Regions from separate parts of the Sus scrofa genome. Here region 2 is linked to region 1. A link is a contact called in public Hi-C data. All regions are on one chromosome and are shown on one strand. The core of a region is the stretch at or near the end of the contact, and the rest is flanking DNA. Distances in the headings are between cores, read along the strand shown.

Evidence for each region. Hi-C and Micro-C count contacts between places; a contact is called where the count stands out from the background.
Region 2: a Hi-C map of undifferentiated spermatogonia shows a contact between it and region 1, with 1.7 times the contacts expected there. The contact joins the promoter of CSPG5 here to the promoter of ELP6 in region 1. A contact is called at or near these places in 4 of 47 Hi-C or Micro-C datasets (embryonic fibroblasts, epiblast stem cells, skeletal muscle and 1 more) and 1 of 2 datasets of contacts at active chromatin or transcription factors (skeletal muscle).

The regions. Positions count from the first base shown.
Region 1 is chr13:30,339,455-30,346,852 of Sscrofa11.1, reverse strand. It overlaps ELP6 (elongator complex protein 6), which reads left to right and starts at 4,901. Exons shown (of 7, transcript XM_003358419.4): 1 at 4,901-5,712. The coding sequence starts at 5,461.
Region 2 is chr13:30,401,080-30,408,477 of Sscrofa11.1, reverse strand. It overlaps CSPG5 (chondroitin sulfate proteoglycan 5), which reads left to right and starts at 4,297. Exons shown (of 4, transcript XM_021068733.1): 1 at 4,297-4,563; 2 at 5,240-6,350. The coding sequence starts at 4,467.

The DNA.
Region 1 (7,398 bases), core at 3,652-6,151:
TTAGGATTTAGGATTTTCTATATATAGTATCATGTTCTCTGCAAACAGTGACAGTTTTACTTCTTCCCTTCCAATTTAGATTCCTTTTATTTCTTTTTCTTTTCTTTCTTTTTTTTTTTTTTTTTTTTGGAGGGGGGTTTTTTTAGGACTGTACCCACAGCATATGGAGATTCCCAGGCTAGGGGTTGAATTGGAGCTGTAGTTGCTGGCCTACACCACAATCACAGCAATGCCAGATCTGAGCCACATCTGCAACCTACACCACAGCTCACCACAACGCTGGATCGTTAACCCACTGAGTGAGAGCAATGATCTTCTGCCAGAATGTCCCCACCCGATGCAGGGCAGAAACCACCGGGAAATCACAGGGTTCCAGCACCCCCGCTTCAAACAGTCACCAGAGGAGGGCGCTCTGCGTAGCTGAAGTGAACCCTGGCAGAACTGACTTCTGGATAGGGAGTCTGGGTGGTATGACCTCGAAGGGTCTATGGCGGGGCTTCGGGAACGGGGGAGGTGAGGACGCCAAAGATCAGGAACCGCCGCCAAAGGCCTGTGAATACAGCTGTTAATGAATGCTTGAGGCTTGTCAGCACGGCAGCTTTAGCTGGTGTCTGCTGCTCTCTGGTGGACGTGTGGGAGATTACCCAAACCTTCTTTCTGCTTTGCTTCCCTTTTGCCTGCAGTGTGTGGGTTTTGCAGATCCACCTAGGGCTTGGAACTATAAAAACTCTTTTGTCACAGGCAGTGGAGGAGTCTCCAAGGAGCACTTGGAGAAACATTTTATCAACTTAGAGACAGGACAGCAAAGGGAAACTATGGTATAAATGCAACAGTGTTTGGAGAGGGGCTGGGGCAGGGCAGTCTGGTGTTTTCCAACAGCCATGGTCAGCAGCTTCCAGAGCGGGGAGGTAGGGCTGAAGGATGCACCTAGGGTGACAGCTGTACAGCAGGTGCTTTTCCTGGGAGGAGAACATGAAGATACAGAGGGTGTTTGCCAGAAAGCTCTGAGGTCCAGGGCACAGTCACGGGTTCCTGCTGGGGAGGGAAGGGAATGCTGCTGGGAAGGCCCAACTAACAGAAAGAAAATTTTTGTACTGGAGTTCCCATCGTGGCCCAGCGGAAACAAATCCAACTAGGAACCATGAGGTTGCGGTTTCGATCCCTGGCTTCACTCAGTGGGTTAAGGATCCGGTGTTGCCGTGAGCTGTGGTCACAGATGCAGCTCGGATCTGGTGTTGCTGTGGCTGGGGTATAGGCTGGCAGCTATAGCTCCAATTAGACCCCTAGCCTGGGAACCTCCATATGCTGGGGGTGTGGCCCTAAAAAGCAAAGAAAGAATAAAAAAGAAAATTGTCTGGCTGAAACCTCTATGTTAAAATGGTTCTAGAGATCTGGTGGAGTGAGGGTGTGACAAGACTGGACAGAGAAGGAGCAACAGGAGCCATGTAGCCACTGAAAGCACTGCTGCTGCTAGGACCCAGGAGCCTACCCTCCAGCTGCTGCTGAAACTCCCTACCCCTGCCACAGCCCACAGTCAGCTGCCAATGCTGCCAATGCTGCCAATGCTGCCCAAAGAGGTCGCAGCAGCAGGAAAAATGGCTTCTTTCTTCTTCTTGTCTTCCAGTCCACTGCCAGTGTGTCCCTGGCTGAATATAAGTGGCAACCAGCTGGCAAAGCAGTCTGGAAAGTGGAGTTGTCAGGCTTCCTGCCCCTTCCATACAGAGGAGGGCACTATAGCCCAGGGGCCATTACCAACTTCTTAACTGCTATGTAAAACCCCCTTCTTCTTTTTGTTCTTTCAGTCCTTCCAATACCCTTTGACCCAATTTCCTGCAAGAAATCTGTTGGAATTTTCCATATTTACATTGGTCTAGTACATGCATAAACTATGACTGGGGGCAAATACAGGTATTTGGAGACCTGAGGCTTATTCACTGGGGGAGAGGAATTCTCTTTTAGAAAAGGAATACAACATTATGAATAAAATGAGCTTTATTAGCTTCATGGTAAATTTACCCTACATGCCCTACATACCCCAGGGAAACTTGTACATTTGTACCAAGAAGTGTGGTTGAGGAGTTCCCATCGTGGCTCAGTGGTTAACGAATTTGACTTGGAACCATGAGGTTGCAGGTTCAATCCCTGGCCTCGCTCAGTGGGTTAAGGATCCGGTATTGCCGTGGGCTGTGGTGTAGGTCACAGACGAGGCTCGGATCCCGAGTTGCTGTGGCTGTGGCGTAGGCCGGTGGCTACAGCTCCAATTGAACCCCTAGCCTGGGAACCTCCATATGCCGTGGGTTCGGCCCTAGAAAAGACCAAAAAAAAAATAAATAAATAAATAAAAAAGAAAAGAAAAGAAAAGAAAGAAATGTGGTTGAGCATATTCACGAGGGTCTTCATTGTAATAGGAAAAACCTATAACTAACCCATCAATACTGAAAGGAAAATGGATACAGGAAGAGGCAATATATTAAATGAAAAAGATACCTATTCTTCTCTAACTTTATCTAAAAATTCAAGACAATATTGATTAAATTATAGCAAGGTTAAACAAAATAAGCTACTTTTTTCTTTTTTCTTTTTTGTCTTTTTTGCCATTTCTTGGGCTGCTCCTGCGGCATATGGAGGTTCCCAGGCTAGGGGTCTAATCCGAGCTATAGTCGCCGGCCTATGCCAGAGCCACAGCAACACGGGATCCGAGCCGCGTCTGTGACCTACACCACAGCTCACGGCAACGCCGGATCCTTAACCCACTGAGCAAGGGCAGGGACCGAACCCGCAACCTCATGGTTCCTAGTGGGATTCGTTAAACACTGAGCCATGACGGGAACTCCAAAATATGCTACTTCTAAAAGTGATCTGTATCCCTTACTTCACAGAAAATACAGAAATCAATTACAGATGATTAAAGACAAATGTGAAAGAAAAACTTCACAACTTCTGGAGAAAAAAAATTTTTTTAAGGGCCATATGGAAGTTCCCTGCTGAAGCTGAATCAGAGCTACACCTCCTGGCCTAGCCATGGCCACAGAAACGCCAGATCCAGGCCGCAGCTGTGATCTACACTGCAGTTCATGGCAACACTGGATCCTTAACTCACTGAGTGAGGCCAGGGATCAAACTAGTATCCTGATCCTCATGGATACTAGTTGGGTTTGTTACTGCTGAGCCACAACAGGAACTCCAGAAAATCTTGAATATAGGTTATTACAAGATATTGAATACAGTGTGCTATATAGTAAGTAGGTCCTTGACGATTATCTATTTTATATACAGTAATGTACATCTTAATCCCTGACTCCTAATTTATTCCTCCCCCTCTTTCCCTTTGGTAACTATAAATTTGTTTTCTATGTCTGTGAGTCTATTTGTTTTGTAAATAAGTTCATTTGTATCTTTTTTTTTTTTGGCCCCACCTGAGGCATATGGAAGTTCCCAGGCCAGGGACCAAATTAAAGCCCCAGTTTTGACCTATGCCACAGCTTCAGCAACACTGGATCCTTAACCCACATCACCACAGCGGGAACTCCTATATGTATCATTTTTAAAGATGCCACACATCAGTGATATCATGTGATGTTGTCTCTCTGTCTCACTTACTTCACTCAGTATGATAATCTCTAGGTCCATCCACGTCACTGCAAATGGCATTATTTCATTCTTTTTTGTGGCTGAGTAATAGATGTTAATTCTATGATTATGTATCTTAATAAATCTTATATATGGAGGGCCAACTAGAATGAGGCTATGTCAGTGGTAGAGAGGCAGCACTTTTTTCTTTTTTTTTTTTTTTTTTGGTCTTTTTAGGGTCTCAACTGCAGCACATGGAGGTTCCCAGGCTAAGGGTCTCATCAGAAATACAGCCGCCAGCCTACACCACAGCAACAGTAACTCCAGATCTGAGCCAAGTCTGCGACGAAACAACCTCACAGTTCCTAGTTGGATTCGTTTCCACCCTGCCATGACAGGACCTCCGAGAAGCAGCAGTTGCCACCGGCCTGCACCACAGCCACAGCAACTCGGGATCTAAGCAGCATCTGCAACCTATACCACAGCTCACGGCATCGCCGGATCCTTAACCCACTGAGCGAGGCTAGGGATCAAACCTGCAACCTCATGGTTTCTAGTCAGATTCATTAACCACTGAGCCACGACAGGAACTCCAAGCAGCACTCTTATTAGCTGGGAGAGGGAATGTTTTGTTTGTGGCTTAGACAATGTTCATGTTTCGTGTTCATCACAGTGATGGAGCGGTCTAGTTTTGTCTTCATCCATCATAATCAATTGATGTTGATGTTTTGTGAAATTGTTTATGCTCAACAGGGAAACACTGAGACCTAGCTGTGTCAAAGTAGCTCCTGGATAACACGGCCTGCCTTCTTTTTCACACAGCAGTAATCATGAAACATCCCACCCTTGGCTAGAGGATCTAAGTGATTTTGACACAGAGGCAGCCTCAGTTTCCAGCCCAGGTGCAGAGCTTTAGATCATGACTGCATTCCAAATCTATCCTAATCTTGTAGTTTCCATGGAGACCCTGGTCTGCTTTGCAGTCCCAGCCAGATTTTGACTCGTGTACATGCAGCTGTGCTTCATTTAAATTCCCTTTGAACCCCACATCGTCATACAACTCTCTCCTTTGCTTGGTGACAGGTTCCTGGCTCTCTGCTTGTGTGCTATCTCCCTCACTACAATGAGTAAATAAACTTAATTTTGTCGAATTACAGATTTGTCTCTGGGGATCTGAGGTTGCTTGGGCTAGAACAAAAACTATACATATAAAAGCTACAGAAAAAATAACAGCAGGTGAAAAGGATAAGAAGTGCTGGGAAAGGGACAGTTTGCAATTTAAATAGGATGCTCAGGGAAGGTCTGTCAAGGTGATAGCTGAGTAAAGACGTAAAAAACGCGGGGGTTTTTTGAACGGCTTATTATCTGGGAAAAGAACATTCCACGAGGGGGAAACAGGGCGAAAGCCCCGAGGAGGAGCATACAGGGCGTGTTCCAATCATATCTGGTCAGTGACCCTACCCTGACAACACCTTTAATTCTGAAACCTACCCATACCCCATTGTTACTTCCTTGTATGCTTTTTCTTTTTTCCATAGAACTTTTCAATGTATCATTTCACGTTTATTTTTTAATTAAAAACAAAAAGTATAGTTGATTTACAATGTTGTGCCCATTCCGTGTTGATTATGTTTGTCTTTTGTTTTTCACGAGGGCGGGCATCTTCCCTCCTCTGGTTAGGCGATGTAGCCAAGCTTCTAGAAATGTGGCACACACTACAGGAGCTCGACAGGCTATACAGTCCGGAGGTCCTGGGCTGGGGAGAGAGCGCAGCCAAGGGAAGGAGGAAGAGGCCCAGTCGCCTGGTACCTTGGGGAGCCCCTACGAAGGGCCTGCAAAGGAACCACTGTCCAAGGCGCCTGGCGCCCGGCCCCTGGCCCCTGGCTCCGGATGCGCGTCGCGGCGCCTGCGCAGGCAGCGGCCCGGTCCGGGCGCTCGCTTTATTGGCTGCGGCGGGATCTTAGAAGAGGCTTTGCGCATGCGCGCTCCTGCCGCACGGGCCTGAGTGGTGGGTGTCGCTCTCCAGCTTCAGCCGTCTCTGCCGCAGCCCCATCTCTTCGTCCAGGGCGCTCCTTCGCAGAGCTGAGAATGTTCTCGGAACTCAGTAACCTTCTCAACACCAGTCCTGACAAGGTGGAGCAGGTAAAGGTCGTCAGGAAATGGGCGGGTCCCGGGAGCATGGCGGAAGACGGCGTACCCGGATGAAGCGCACTCTGACCTGTGGGAAATTACACGTTGGTCCGGAGGTGCGGGGGTGCCTGGGAATTGTAGTCCGCGGAGGGCCCACTGGGGGACTGGACAGGACTCTTGGGCTTGCGGAACGTGGGCATCTCGACCTTATTGCGCCTTCTCAAAGGCCGTGTGTGCCCTTGAGGTTCACAGGAAGCATATCCAACCTTTGGATTGGCTTAACTTCACAAACGTGTACCAGCGAGCTCTATGCATGTTCAATAAGGTGGGCGTCCTGGCGCCCAAAAGTGCTTGCCCGAGAGGAGAGGAGAGTTCCACCCTCTACCCTTCTCATGGGACCCGCTTCTTAACCGTCCTGAGCCTTCCTCTGGCCCGGGAGCGCTTGGCGGGTCGCACTGAACGCTGCTGCGCTTCTTCCTCCTTATGGTCTCTAATTGTGCTCTTTCAAGCAGCTCTCAGCCCACCTTTAGCACCACAGCTTCAACACCCTCTTTCCCGCGCTCTAGGCCATCTCTAAAATTTTTACATTTTAGTCCAAGTGTTACCTCTCCTAGGAACATATTTGGTTTATTTCACAACTATTGTTTTCCTAATGAAATGGTAAGCTCCTCCGGCAGCCAAGACACCGAGGGTGTAAAGCCTTTTTATGACTTAATAGCGCCAAGCAAATAGTTTTCAGTAGATCCTTATGCATTTTAATTGCCCCGCGGTTCTTGTCTGCCCAAGCCTCCAGATGGTGTTGGTTACCTTGCCAGTTACTACTAGCACCTCCAAAGTCCAAGCTCAGGGCCACAGTGAAGGAATGGAGAATACAAGTGAGCACCAGGAAATGACAGCGCTGAGGGTAGCTCGCAAAGGCTGATATTGTGATCTTTCATATTTTATAAATGAAAAACAGGCACAACAGCACAGTGATGACCTTCCCTGTCATTGACAAGGAACTAGAGATGAGCAGGGCAGCCAGTCATTGCAGAGACCATCTTTGGAGGTCTTTCCAGGGCTCTCCATGTTCAGAGCTCTGCCTGAAGCAGTTTCCAGGGCTTTAGAAGGAGAGCTTTGTAACTGGAGATCCCTATCAACAACTACTTCTTCCCTTTCCTCTACCTATGGGACAGAATTGGAATCAGGACTAGAGATAAGGAGGAAACTGTATCAGATGATCTCTTCGAGGGTCCCTTCCAGTCTTGGCAGCCAGTGATTTTTATTAGTTTCTTTTCTTTTCTTTTTTTTTTTTTTGGTCATTTTGCTATTTTTTGGGCCACTCCCGCGGCATGTGGAGGTTCCCAGGGTAGGGGTCAAATCGGGGCTGTAGCTGCCAGCCTGGCCTACGCCAAAGCCACAGCAATGCTGGATCCAAGCTGAATCTGCAACCTACACTGCAGCTCATGGCAACGTTGGATCGTTAACCCACTGAGCAAGGGCAGGGACTGAACCCGCAACCTCATGGTTCCTAGTCGGATTCGTTAACCACTGTGCCACGACGGGAACTCCTTTATTAGTTTCTGATGGTAACAGCCTTTGTTCAGGATCTCATTTCCCCAAGTCTGGTCAGGAGTGAAGACAAGAAAGGATTTTATTCTTTATTGCCTTGGGAAACATGAAGGCTGAGATATGCTTGTCCATAATGAGTGATCACTT
Region 2 (7,398 bases), core at 3,048-5,547, 62 kb before region 1:
GTGGCAAGTGCTAATGAAGAAAACTCTCATGGTACCCCAGCTGAAGAGAGCATTGTCTGGTCCCCTGTCTTCTTGCTCCTGGCCTGCCCTGCAAACTGGAGCTGTCTTTATTCCTTTCTGCAACAGTGGCCTTTCCAGGCCCTTCCAAACTCATGAGGAGCAGCCAGGTAATTGCTTTCTGGCCACCACTTAGACCACCACCCACACATAAGTATAGCCTTTGTAGATGTGAGCAAAATCACCACACCTTAATATGTATAGTGACCATCACTGTCAAACAGTTGACACAAAGGAAGACACCTCCCACTCTCATTCCTCTGTAGCCTCCAACCTAAGATTCCCTCACTGTCAGATTGTCCCAAAAGGGCTTAGGAAACAGGGCTCTGGTTTCTTTTGGTGGGTTTGGCCCTGACACTGATGAATTTCTCATGGCCATCCAAATTCACTGTGGCATTCCTTATTCCAGTCTGCATACTCTGCAGTAGCTTCAAGGTTCCCAGGAAGCATTTAGCGAGGTTACCTCCTGAGGCAGCAGAACTTCTGCAGACAAGCCTGGTTGCTCCACATCTGAGGCTGTCGGATATGCTGTGTGGCTTTCTCCCAGCTAACTTGGCTTTGAGGTAAGGAAATTCAAGGACTTTTCCAATTATACAGCAGACCTACTCCCCAAAGAGAGACCACCTCCAGATTGTAATGTCTTTTTTTTCAGATTAGAGCACTTGTGCAAGTTGAGAATCCAGTTTCCTATAGTGAGGAGATAGTGGTCCCCACAAAGAACTCAGCCCCCTGCCCCTTGGCTCTTCCCTTCTTCCTAGCAATGGTGCAGAAAGGACCATTCCTAGCAGCCTATCACCAGAAACATCACAGAGCTGATTACCCTGCAGCTCAGAACCAGGTGTCTGCCCAGCACATTGGCAGAAAAAAGGCCATGCTAGATGTCCCTTTGTCACTGATACAGGACTTGAGTCTGGACTTAATGCTATTTTGTACCCTGTTAAGAGAATGTGTAGTATTGGAGTTCCTGTTGTGGCGCAGCGGAAACAAATCCCACTAGGAACTGTGAGGTTGTGGGTTCAATCCCTGGCCTTGCTCAGTGGGTTAAGGATCTGGCATTGCCATGAGCTGTGGTGTAGGTTGCAGAGACGGCTTGGATCCTGTGTTGTTGTGGCTGTGGTATTGGCCTGCAGCTGCATCTCTGATTCAACCCCTAGCCTTGGAAATGCCATATGCCACAGGTGCAGCCCTAAAAAAAAAAGTGAAAAGCTCCATATTAAAATGAAAGAATTTGAAATTAAGATCTTAGTTCAAGTCCTACCCTTACTACTTCATTAGCACAATCTCAGTTTCCATTTGCAGTGTGTAAAATGACCAGTAATATATTAATAGTGTGGTTGTGAAGAATAAGACAGATTAGAGCACTAGGAAAACTAAAAACTCAGAAAACTGTTAATGGTTACTACTGAGGACTTAAACCCAAGAACTGTGCTACTTTCCTGTTGAGACTGTAAAGTATCCCCCCAGCCACGGCAACAGGAGCAGCTATACCCTGCTACAGCAGTCCCCTGGCTTTCCCAGGGGCTTTCTCTGCAAACGGTGGCAGGCTGCAGCCATGTAGTGGGCCTGATGCCTTCCTTGGTACTGCCAAACCCAGTGGGAACTTCAGAGGCATGCAGAAGCCATTGCGTCAAAGCATCACTGATGCCCACATGCAGGAGATTTGAATGTAGGGACGTAAGCATAAGCTCCAGATAGAGGTCAATGTCCTTTTCTTTCTCCAGTTCCTATATCCTCTGTCTCCTCTTCTTGAGCCTACCCAGCCCTAGTACCCAGGAAAAAAATAACACATTCATTTAACACTCTGTGGTTACCATTTACACATATATGACACAGGATACTGACTCTCCCAAGGTCACACAAATCTAATGCTGAATCTGACTCCTGCAGTCACACTCCATTGCCTCGATGAGCTTCTGCTTGTGGAGGTATTGCCTAACCAGGTGTGCTATGCTCAGTTCTGAAACTTCTGGTGAGAGCTGCCAGGAAGTAACAGATGAAACTCAATGGCAACAGTTGATTTAAAATCCCCAAATGAAGAAAGTGGTAATAGAATCTGTCCCCAGGGAAGGAGAAAAGTTCATTGAGGAAGGTGATACTTCATATTTTATACCTATGCTTGTTTTACTTAATTCAGAAATTGAATTTAAGGTGATGAATTTAGGAGTTCCCGTTGTGGCGCAACAGAAATGAATCCGATAGGAACCATGAGGTTGTGGGTTTGATCCCCGGCCTCACTCACTGGGTTAAGGATCTGACATTGCTATGGCATAGGCCGGGAGCTTTAGCTCCAATTCGACCCCTAGTCTGGGAACCTCCATATGCCGCCAGTGCGGCCCTAAAAAGCAAAAAGTGATAAAATAGATATAAACATTTAATAAAATATATCAAAATGAGAAACAAACTGGAGTAGGTGTAAGTTTAGCAGAGGGATGGGAAGAGGACCCCCATCCAGACCTTTTTTTTTGGTGAAAAACAGGAGTGGTTGTAATGCTTCAGGTATCAGGACCCATCTATGAGGCCACCTTCCTACACAGACCAGCCTCAGGAAGGAGGAGGTATGCATGTCCACCAAGAGCCTCCACTCTTGACAACCACTACCCAAGAGTCAAGGAAACAGAGAAGCAGAGCAGGGCAGAGACTTTGATAAAAGGCAAAAAAATGAGATGCAGAAAAAAACTACAGGAAACCAGAGATGGTGTTGGAGGGTATATTAGAGCCTCTATTGCAACAAGCAAGTGCAAAGCCCTGCCTGACCTTCTGCTCTCAGAAGGTTGTATTTCTAACTGGTATTTACTATCCCTAGAGGCAATGTCAAGCCATGGAAAGAGCTTCAGCAAGTCAACCCCTTTGCAGGAAGCTCCAGACCCATGGTTCCAAGGTGGGAGTGAGATGGTTGCCTCCTTCCCACTTTGGGGAGCCTCCCTCAGTGCCTGGTGCTGCAAACTCGGGAGTCTTGCAGTCCAGTGGGAAATTACTATAGACAGACAATGAGATCAGGGCATAAGTGTCTAACTACTTGGGTCATGCTCAGACGGCTTCAGGGAAAGGAGGGTGATGGGAACTGAGCTCTCTGGGTTGAGTTTCTCAGGCAGTCCCGGAGGAGAGAGAATGGCCAGGATGAGCAAACGTCTAGTTCTAGTGAGAGAAATTGACTTAGAACCTAAACAACCCAATCCAGAGACATGTACTAGAGAGATTAGGAGATAGAATATCGTTCTTGGTCACATATGTGGCTCCCGAGTGACAGAAATGGCAGCGTCTCTCAAATATCACAGTTGCCACATCTCAGGCAGTGACCTTGAATATCATCATTTGGGTTAATAGATCAAGAGGCAGAGGGTCACTTAGGTGGGTAGGTAGCGAGGGATGAGTAGTTTCAGACCACACAGTGAGGTTTGAGCAGGGCCCACAGACTTTAACGCCTAGTCTGATGTCCCCAAGTCCCTACGCTGCAAAGTAGGCCGCTTGGGATTACCCAGCAACTTGAGATTTGGTGACCCGGGATACATGGGGGGTGGGGGGCAATGTATCCAGAGGAGAGAGAAAGGAACCGGGATTAAAGGCCGCCGCTCCTCAGGCTACCTCGAGAAGGAGAGAAGGAAGGCAGGGTAGCCGCGGTTCAAGCAAGGTCTTGACCCCTGCCCCCAGGATGCGTTCCTGCTGGCCTGCCTGTTCGAGGTCTGGGGCTTTGGCTGCAGACAGATTAGGTTTGATCCGATTAGAGTCTGGGAGGTCCACTTCGCTCCCTTGCCTGGCGCTGGCAGAGCCCGCCCCGCCTTCATGAGGACTCGGAGACCTCCTAGAGACCTTCGTGCGCCCCTGGTTCGGCTCACTGCCACAGTGCGGGCTCGGGCTTCCGCCCCCTGCGGCCCTTCTGAGCCCCGCCTAGAGCCTGCGGGTGTCTGGGCCCCCGCCTCTATGCTCGCCTCGAGGCGGGTGGGTTCCTCGCGGGTGGGGGGCCTTGCCAGCCCTCTACCGGGAGGGGCGGGACCGCGGCCCCGCCCCGCAGGTCTCCAGCTAGTGCACCTGTCGGCTAACGCCATGCGCAGCTCTGTGCGCCTTCCCCCGCTCTACTCCACGTCCATTTGTCTCCGCGTCCAGAGCCGGGGGTCTGTCTGTCCCCCTGGGCAGGCGGACTGAGCAGGGCCGGCGTCAGAGCTACGTGCGGCGGGGCGGGCGCGGCGGGCGGGGTGGGGGCGGCGCTGAGCGCGGCAGCGGCGGCGCGGGAGGCGGGGAGGCGCGGCGCGCCGGGGACAGCGGCGGACGGCGGTGGCGGCGGCGGCATGCGGCTTCTTGCGCTGTCCATCGGGGGCTGAGACGGCCGCAGCACGGGTGGGAGGCGCGGCGGCCGGCAAGCCGAGGGCGCAGCCAGACAGGCAGACCGCTGTCAGCGGTCGGGGCGCCGCGCCATGGGCCAAGCCGAGGGCGGGGGCCCGGGGCGGGGGCCGCCGCCGCTGCTGCTGCTTTTGGGGGCGACGCTGGTTCTCGCCTCGGGGGCGGTGCCAGGTAGGTACCGACAGCGACTGGGACCCCAGCGGCTCTCGCGCCCCACCCTAGGCCAGGGTCCCACTAGCTTCGGGTACAGGCGGAGTCCGTGAGCTGTGGCAAGGGGGCGGGGCAGCGCCTTGCCTGCAGCGCGAGCGGGGGAAGGAGGGCCCAAAGAGATGGGGTATTTGGGGAGACTGAGTACTGGGGCCGACCTCGACCTGGGTGTGCAGACCGAGCTGTTGGCTGGGAAGGGGGCCTGGTAGGCGGGGCGCGAGGGTGAGACTTCGGGGCGGGACCTGGAGGTGATGTGGAGCTGGAGGGTGCGAGTTCGGGGCGGGGATTGGATGGGGCGGGGCCCTAAGGGTGAGACTTGTGGGCGGAGCCTGAAGGCGGAATGGAGCTTGGAAGGTAAGACTCACGCCTGGGGTTGGAGTTGGGGACCCCCTCGTTAAATTGTGGGTGGTGTCGGGGGCGGGGCCTGAGCGGGGAAACGGTTGGCCGGGTAAGTTCCCTGGCCTCTGGAACGGGCTGGGGGCGGGGCTTAAATATGGGGCGTGGCCCTGGGAAAGCTTGCTTCTGAGGCTTAGGGTTGATGGAGGTCTGAGAAAGCAGCAGCGGCTGCAGGGGCGGGACGTGGCCCAGGGCCCTACCACGAGTGCTGCCCTGACGCCCCGCGTGTCCCTCCCTCCCACAGTGCGCGAGGCCCGCAGCGTCGTCGAGGCAGAGGAGCAGGTGAAGAGCGTTCTGACGTGGGAGCCTCGTGGTAACTACACCGGGGAGAAAGACGGCCCACCAGCAGCTGGAGAAGATGAGACCTCGCGGACTGTGCCCCATGGCGAGCACGACGTGGTGAGCCCTGGAATTGGGCCAGAGGAGGCGCTGGAGGCGTCGGCTGCCGTGACAGGAACAGCCTGGCTGGAGACTGACACCCCAGGCTTGAGTGGAGTGACTGCAGAGGCAGGCAGTGGAGACACCCAGGCACTTCCAGCCACGCTCCCGACTCCTGATGAGGCTCTTGGGCAGTTGCCATCCACCGCCACCCCTGAGGCTACAGAGGCCAGCGAACCACCCTCCTCCACCCCTGGCGACAAGCTGAACCCAGGCCCTGAGGTACCCAAGGAGAGCCCCTTGGAGGTTTGGCTGAACCTGGGAGGCAGCACCCCTGACCCTCATGGGCCAGAGCCCACGTACCCCTTTCAGGGCACACTGGAGCCCCACCCAGCGTCAGACATAATTGACATCGACTACTTTGAAGGATTGGATGGTGAGGGCCGTGGTGCAGACCTGGGTAGCTTCCCTGGGTCGCCAGGTGCCTCAGAGCACCACCCTGATCCTGGAGGAGAGACCCCTTCCTGGAGCCTTCTTGACTTATACGATGACTTCACTCCCTTTGATGAATCTGATTTCTACCCTACCACATCCTTCTATGATGACTTGGATGAAGAGGAGGAAGAAGAGGAGGATGACAAGGATGCAGCAGGAGGTGGAGACCTGGAAGATGAAAATGACCTTCTTATGCCCACAGGGAAGCCTGGTCTGGGGCCTGGGACAGGCCAGCCCACCAGTCGGTGGCATGCTGTCCCTCCACAGCATACTCTGGGGATAGTCCCTGGCAGCAGTATTGCCCTCAGGCCCCGCCCAGGAGAGCCAGGCAGGGATCTGACCCCAAGCGAGAATGGCACTGAGTGCCGCAATGGCTTTGTGCGACATAACGGTTCCTGCCGGTCAGTGTGTGACCTCTTTCCAAGTTACTGTCACAATGGCGGCCAGTGCTACCTGGTGGAGAACATAGGGGCTTTCTGCAGGTAAGGGCATAGTGGCAGATGTCCAAGGGCTTGTCAGAGAACTCCTGAAAAGTGCACGGGAGGTAGAAAAGAGGATGTGACAGACACAGCTTCCCAGAGGTTATTAGTTCACAGGAGTCCCAGGTCAAGAGGTGGTCACAGTAAATCTATAGAATTACGTCTTAAATATACTTCCTGTCACCTCAGAAATAAGGTTATGTATTTCCTCTAAGTGTTGCAAGGACTAAGTTTACCAAACCAGTGAACTGTAAAGGGAAGATGAAGGGAGCCCACTAAGGAGTTTGGAAGAGATCTTTGCTGGGTTGGGAATGAGTTCTTGGCAAATTCTGGCTATACTAGCAGAAGGAGTAGGCCCTTAAACATACTGCGAGGAAAGATAACTACTGACCACTCCCTCTGTGCCATGTGTGTGGCAGGAGGAGGGTCCTGTGTCCCTGTGGGGCACATGTGCAGACTGTCACATGAAGTCAGAGTGAGGCCCTTCACATTGGGAGCAGACCCAGAGAGCAGCCACTCAAACAGGTCAAGTCAAGCAGAGTGTTTTCATGGCAAAGCAGATGTGGTAGGTTTTCTCAACTTTGGGTAGTAGCTTTTCCCCCTAAAACTGATTGTTGTCTTCCTGGGGATACCAAGCCCAGCATGTTTCAAAAACCCAGAGAGTTTCCGGTAAGAATAAGGACATTATCTGCAGCCACCATCTCATGCCTCATCAGTAATTACCTGCCCTCATGGTGAGGTACTTAACCTGCTGGAGAGCTCACTGGCTTATTCAGCAAGAAGTCAGGGGTGAAGGTGATGTGGGTGGTTTGCTTTTCTCCCATCCTTTACAGGTCCTAGAAGTGGTGTGGAGCTCTCAGATTCCTCCAGGACTTGTTTCCATTAGTCCTAGAAGGAGCATTTCTGTAATTTGGGTGTCTTTTTAAAGTGTCATTCCCTGAGTTTCTTTTTCATGGGTTTTTTTTTTGGGGGGGGTGGAGGTATGTGAAGTATTCAAATTTGGTAAATCTTAATGATCTGATAGAAGAATAACACACAGAGTGTGAATGCT